Linked DNA regions of Sus scrofa: region 2 is linked to region 1. A link is a contact called in public HiChIP or PLAC-seq data. All regions are on one chromosome and are shown on one strand. The core of a region is the stretch at or near the end of the contact, and the rest is flanking DNA. Distances in the headings are between cores, read along the strand shown. Region 1 holds the start of CHMP4B (charged multivesicular body protein 4b). Region 2 holds the start of RALY (RNA-binding protein Raly).

What was found. HiChIP or PLAC-seq counts read pairs in DNA pulled down with a chosen protein or histone mark.
Region 2: an H3K27ac HiChIP or PLAC-seq map of skeletal muscle shows a contact between it and region 1. The contact joins the promoter of RALY here to the promoter of CHMP4B in region 1. A contact is called at or near these places in 2 of 5 promoter capture datasets (fetal liver and liver), 5 of 47 Hi-C or Micro-C datasets (brain, embryonic fibroblasts, heart right ventricle and 2 more) and 2 of 2 datasets of contacts at active chromatin or transcription factors (alveolar macrophages and skeletal muscle).

Annotation. Positions count from the first base shown.
Region 1 is chr17:37,283,966-37,286,959 of Sscrofa11.1, forward strand. CHMP4B (charged multivesicular body protein 4b) reads left to right here and starts at 1,457. Exons shown (of 5, transcript XM_003134402.6): 1 at 1,457-1,809. The coding sequence starts at 1,620.
Region 2 is chr17:37,446,061-37,449,423 of Sscrofa11.1, forward strand. It overlaps RALY (RNA-binding protein Raly), which reads left to right and starts at 1,767. Exons shown (of 10, transcript XM_001929104.6): 1 at 1,767-2,268.

The sequences.
Region 1 (2,994 bases), core at 207-2,706:
GGCAGATTCCAACAACAATGACAATATCTGAGGCATGTTTTTGTCTTCATGTAGATAATAATCTAGGGAAGAGACAAGACTCGGTTATGTGAAATAACAGAGGAAAAGTTCAGTTAGGCTCATTTATTTGAAACTGTTTCTAAGCAAGAGAGTCCAGGAAGGAATAAAAAAGAAGCCATGATTTTCTTCATTGAAGAGCACTTCACATCGTCACTCAGAACAGGTTTACTTTTTGTTTTCATACAAGACTAACATATGCAAAAGATTGGAAGTGGCAAATTAGATTGGTGGGCTTGGGGGAAGTATTGGCTATTACAGCCTCATTGCTAATGGATGGAGAAGTGATTCTTGACAGCAATAGACAAGGAAAAACAATGTCGTGTAATGCAGCTACATACACATGAAAATCCTAAATACCTCTGCTACTTTTGAAAATTCTGGAGTTCCTGTCGTGACTCAGCAGAAACGAATCTGACTAGTATCCATGAGGACGCGGGTCTGATCCCTGGCCTCACTCAGTGGGTTAAGGATCTAGCGTTGCCTCGAGCTGTGGTGTAGGTCGCAGACATGGCTGGGACCTGGCATTGCTGTGGCTGTGGTTTAGGCTGGCAGCTGCTGCTCCGAATCTACCACTAGCCTAGGAACCTACATGTGCCTCGGGTGAGGCCCTAGAAAGACAAAAAAAGACAAAAAAAAAAAAAAAAAAAAAAAAAAAAAAAAAGAAAAAAAGAAAGTTTTGAGTCTTCTCCTGGTTTAATTGCTGTTGTGCATAATGATGACCCAGGCCTATGCCAAATAAGCACTTGACATTCCTATCTCACACAGGCTTGTAGGTGGTCCTGTTGTTATCTCCAGTTTACAGTTTTGAAAAGGCAAGTACGGAGAATAGGGCAAGTAACGCGCCTAAGTAAGTATTCAAGGTGAGTTTTGAACATTTGCAGTCTAGCTTTGCCTTAAGCCTCTACTAGGTTTCGAAGAACCTGTTAGGTGAATAAAGAGTAGAAAGGCACTGCAGGTAGAGGAACAGCATATGCGAAGATACGTCTAAGTTAAGCTAATCAGTCCCTCAATTTCTGAGTCTTGGTTACTCACCTACAAAATTAACAGTATTATCTCTCATAGGCGTGTGAGAATTTAATGTAATAATGAATGTAAAGCATTTTTCACAATGCCTGGATCACAGAATGTGCATAACGTTAATTACTGTTTTATAAACTACTCATTTCCTGTTCTACCTCTACAGAGCTGGTTCCAAGAAGACTACATTTCCCAGCATGCCATCTCGCCCTTTGACTCTAGCTAGACCAAAAAAATGCGTCGTAGAGCTCCTGAAGCCGGAAGACTACAGTCTCCCAGCATGCAGCGCACCTCCTTCCATTAAATTTGAGGCATGGCCCGCGCGTTGCCCTTCGGGAGTTGTAGTCCACGGCGTGTTTCCCTGACGCCGGCCGGGCCGGGCGTGGGGGCCTGTGGGAGGTGGCTCGGCCGGGCCCAGCTGCGGGGCGGAGGTGGCGAAGAGGCCTGCGGCGGCAGGGAGCAGCAGGGCTGGGAGCAGGCGCCGGAACCGAGCCGAGCCGAGCCGAAGCGGGCGGCGCAGGCCGGCGCGGCGAGCAGCAACCATGTCGGTGTTTGGGAAGCTGTTCGGGGCTGGAGGGGGTAAGGCCGGCAAGGGCGGCCCGACCCCCCAGGAGGCCATCCAGAGACTGCGGGACACAGAGGAGATGCTAAGTAAGAAACAGGAATTCCTGGAGAAGAAGATCGAACAGGAACTGACGGCCGCCAAGAAGCACGGCACTAAAAACAAGCGCGGTGAGTTGGCCCGGCCCCCTCAGACTTCCCTGGCCTGGACTCCACCTTCGCCAGACTCGCGCTAGTGTTTGCTCGGATCCTGGACCTCTTACCCGGTCAGACTCCCTTCAGTGTCGCCCCCTGGACTTCTTCATTAGACTGTCATTCCAGCCCTCTTCTCCCAGGCTCTCCCCACTCTGCCAGGCCCTTTCAGACCCTCGTTTCACAGCACTTCCTTCGTCCTCACTCTGTTCCTTTCTCCTCCACATTTCCCCCTCCCTCTGGTCTGTCCTCACCCAGCTTCCCAGATACTGCCGCCGCCTCCTTCTTGTCTCCTTTCTGCCCTCCATTCTAACACTTGTGTCCTTCCTGTCCCACTCCTACCCTCTGCCAACCCCTCTGGGGAATCCATGAGCTGTCCCTGGCCTCTCTCCCCATCCCCCTGACTCAGAATTCTCCTTTAGAAGCCTCCTGAATGGAGAGAAAAAGGAACTGGGAGGAGAGGAGGTCCCCTGTTCACTTGCTGAATGAACTTGAGCAAGTTACTTTTCCTCTTGAGGTTCATTTCTCCCATCCATCAGCCAGGGTTTGACCTCCATGGGGCCTAAAGTGCCTTCCAGCTCTGTGATTCACCTCTGGTTTCCTCATAACCAGGTTTTATCAGAGTTTCACGTAGCGCAAGCCTTCACGCGGTGACTCACGGCTTCCTGATCCCGGTGTACCAGAAATAAGGATTCCATTCCTCCGTTGGCCCCGACTCCTCCCCCAGTCCCTACTTCTGTGATTGAGGGCGGGGATAAGGAACTCTGAGGCACTTCCTGTTGTATGGCTTTCTGGGCAAGTGCTTTGTATTCTTAGGTGAAAAAGTGTTAATAACGATAAAGCAGTTTAGAAATATTTGATTTTTCTCGTTGTTACGGCAATGTGAGAGTGAACCATAACATGACAACCCTCCCCCTGAGGAGGGGGAAAGTGAGAGGGGTTTAGGAGCTATACAAACAAGTAGGTAACTCAGAAGTCTGCAAGTTACAGGCTGTGTGACCTTGAGGTAGTGAATTTACCCTCGAAAGGAAAATCATGGATTTACAGTGCCCAGCACATAGTAGGAGTTAAATTGATGCTTTCTTCATTCTAACAGAAGAACAAAATAATAATCCATCCTGAGGATGCTCTTTTGTTGATAGTCAGTGGATACTCTGGAAGTTC
Region 2 (3,363 bases), core at 517-3,016, 160 kb after region 1:
CAGGACTAAAAAATGCCACGAGTAAACCAACTATAATGGAAAAAAATAAAAATAATTAAAAAAAAAAAAAGAAATGCCATGAAAGGGAGTTCACTTGTGGCTCAGTGAGATCCAGCATTGTCACCCCTGTGGCTTGGGTCACTGCTGTGGCATGGGTTCAATCCCTGGCCCAGGAATTTCTTCATGCCATGAGCATGGCAAAAAAGAAAAAAAGGAAAAGAAATACCATAAAGGAAATGAACAAGAGACCAAATATCTTATAAGCTGGGTGTTCAGGGAAGGCCTCTGAGGAGGTGATTTTTTTTTTTTTTTTTTGTCTTTTTGTCTTTTTTGTTGTTGTTGTTGTTGCTATTTCTTGGGCCGCTCCCGCGGCATATGGAGGTTCCCAGGCTAGGGGGCTCCCGCGGCATATGGAGGTTCCCAGGCTAGGGGTTGAATCGGAGCTGTAGCCACCGGCTTACGCCAGAGCCACAGCAACGGGGGATCCGAGCCGCTTCTGCGACCTACACCACAGCTCACGGCAACGCCGGATCGTTAACCCACTGAGCAAGGGCAGGGACCGAACCCGCAACCTCATGGTTCCTAGTCAGATTCGTTAACCACTGCGCCACGACGGGAACTCCTGAGGAGGTGATTTTAATCAGAGATGTAAGGCATAAGAAGGAACCAGAAGTTAGAAGAGGTGGGGGGAGAACATTCCTGGTCTTGGTCTTAGTTGTCATCAACTCTAATTTGATTTCTCTTCCTTTTCAAGGGAAGAGTCAGAGGTTATCAAACTACACAAGTGTAGCTATAATGGCTGGTCTGGGCAGGATTAATTTCAAACTGTGTCCAGTGCTGGGGAAATCCCGTCTCCTAGGCAGGTTTTGGGGGATGTGATGGGAAAAATACAATAATAGGCCGGACAATGCAAGTCTATAGCTGAGGGCTGAAGGTCTTACTGTCCTCACAGTGGAGGCTAGAACACGGATCTAGGTGAGAGTTCTCACAGGAGAAATATTTAGGAGGGAGGACACACATCCAGACCCACATCAAGTTACAAAAAATTTCCAAAAGGGTAAAGTTATTTGAATTTAACCTTTTTTCAGGTCCTCCCCAGACACGTCCTCATGACAGTGTCTTCTCCCAGACCCAACTGGCAGCGTGGATCCTCGCCCAGTGCACACACCAGGTTCCCTGTAAGTGAAAGGACCTTGCCTTCCTTCCTACTTCTCTTCCGCATCCCTCGAGCACTGCCCACCGCCAACTTGTTTGGGCCGCGTCTTCAGGCCCCGCCCACCTCCAGTCCCAGCCCTACACACACCCCCGGTCACCCTTTCGGTCCCGCCTCCTTCCGGCTCCTTCCCAGAGTGGCCACCTTTGGGCCCCTTCTCCCGGCTCGGCTTCCGGGCCCGCCTCCTTCTGCCCGGCTTCAATCTTTCCTCGGGTACTGGGTTTCTTTCAACCCCGCCTCCAGACCCCTCCTCTAAGAGCCTCTCCTCCCCCAGACTCGCCGGGCCTCCCTCCACCCTTGACGTCTCCTTTGGGCAAACCTCCATTTAGCCCCGCCCACACCCCTCCTCTCACACACTGCCCGGGTTCTCCACTCTGCGAGGCCTCCACTGTCTTCCATACCTGTGTCGCGCGTCTCTGCTCTCTGGCATCATCACCCTCTCCGCCCTGCCCCGCCTTCCGCTTCATACTGGTTTAAGCAAGTCTCTCTCCGCCCTAGCTCCGCCTCCCCAACCTCCCATCTCTGTCCCTCCTCCCCATCAAGCCCCGCCCTGGCCCCGCCTTCCTTTTCTCCCCGCCGAAGCTCTGGACCTTTCCAAAGCTAGACTGGAGAGGTGGGACGAGCCCTTGCGCGTGGGGGGCCGGGCTGTGTCAGGGCGACGCTACGGACTCCTCGCGCTTGAGTCGCCGTGCCCTTTGGAGACAGAGGCGGGGGAAGAGGGCGACTGGGCCACGGCCGGAGCGGCGGGCGGCGCGGAGCCCGCTCCGTGCTCCCCTACCCCCGCGCGCCTCAGTGGTGCTGGCCGAGGGAAGGACTCGCGGCTGCGGGGCTCGCGCGGCTGTCAGTGCGGCGGGGCGCGCGAGCAGCGCGGCTGCGGGGTGGGCTGAGCAGAGAGAAGCTGAGGGGGCGGTAGCGGCAGCGGCGATTCGCGTGCCTGTGCTCAGCTCCTCACGCCGCGGCCGGGGCCGCCTTCTCCCTCCTTCCTTCCCGCCCCCGAGTGCGGCGGTACCGCCTCCTTCAGCGCCGCGCGGCTTCCTCCAGACCTCCGTGCGCGGGTGAGTGGGGGCCGCGGGCGTCTTCTTAAAGGTGCGGGGAGGGGGTGCTCCTTATTCCTTTTTGGTCACCTACCTCCTGGCGCGGGCCGTCGCCTATTTTTAGAAACTCTTTTCTCGGCCATTCGGGGAGTCCCGGGAGCCCGAGTAACTCCCGGCCCCCTCCCCCCGCACCTTCCCTCCACCCGGGCTCGCCGCCCCGGGTCGCCGGCCCGCCCGCGCCCGCTCCCGGCTGCCCTGGCGTTCCCTCCCCGCCATCTCCCCGCGGGCCGGGCCTGGGCCAGGAGTTGGCGGGGTGGGCCGGCGCCCGCTTGGAAGTTGGAGTCTTTTGTGCTCGCGCCCCGCCCCGCCCGGCGAGGGGAGGAGGGGGGAGCGGAGGCCGCGCTGGGGAGGCCTTGGGCGGGCCGGGCTCTGGCTCCGGCCGCGAGCTTCTTCCGGTTCTCCCTCTCGGGCAAGGTTTGCGGGCTCCCGGAGGCGCGCAAAACTGGTCCCGCCTCGCTCCCCACGGGCCTGAGCGCCTCCTCGGTCCTGGGCTCGTTGCACACCCAGGGCTTGTGGAGGAACAACAGCAGGCCCAAGACCGGGGCCGTGTTCCGCACCTCACGCACGCAGCCTTTTGGCCTCAGTTCGCTTCTCAGTGCAAAAGGAGAAAGAAAGTCGCTTCGCAGGGTGATTGTGGATTCAGGGAGAGAACAGATATTTGAGGGAAGTGTTTACTACCAACAGGTAACATTTAATGGACTTGACTCGGGAACTTCCTAAGTCTTATTTCATTGAATGCTCACAATGGCCTTCTGGGGTTATCCCCATTTACACAAGCAGAAATCCACGCGCAGAAAGGTTAAATAATGTGTTCCAATTTACAGTTAGTAGGCACAGAAGTGTAAAGCCGTGGTGCTAGTACCTGTTATTTATTTCTTAGTGCGAGCTTGTGAAATCTCTCAGTTACAGAAGGGATTTTGACTTAATCTTTGGGTCACACCATTAGTTGAGAGACCAGTGTCCACTATGGATGAAATGCCATTCTTGATCTTTGGGAGGTAAGAGGGAAAGGAAGTTGCTATGAATTTCTTGCTAATATTGCCCGTTAGAACTTGA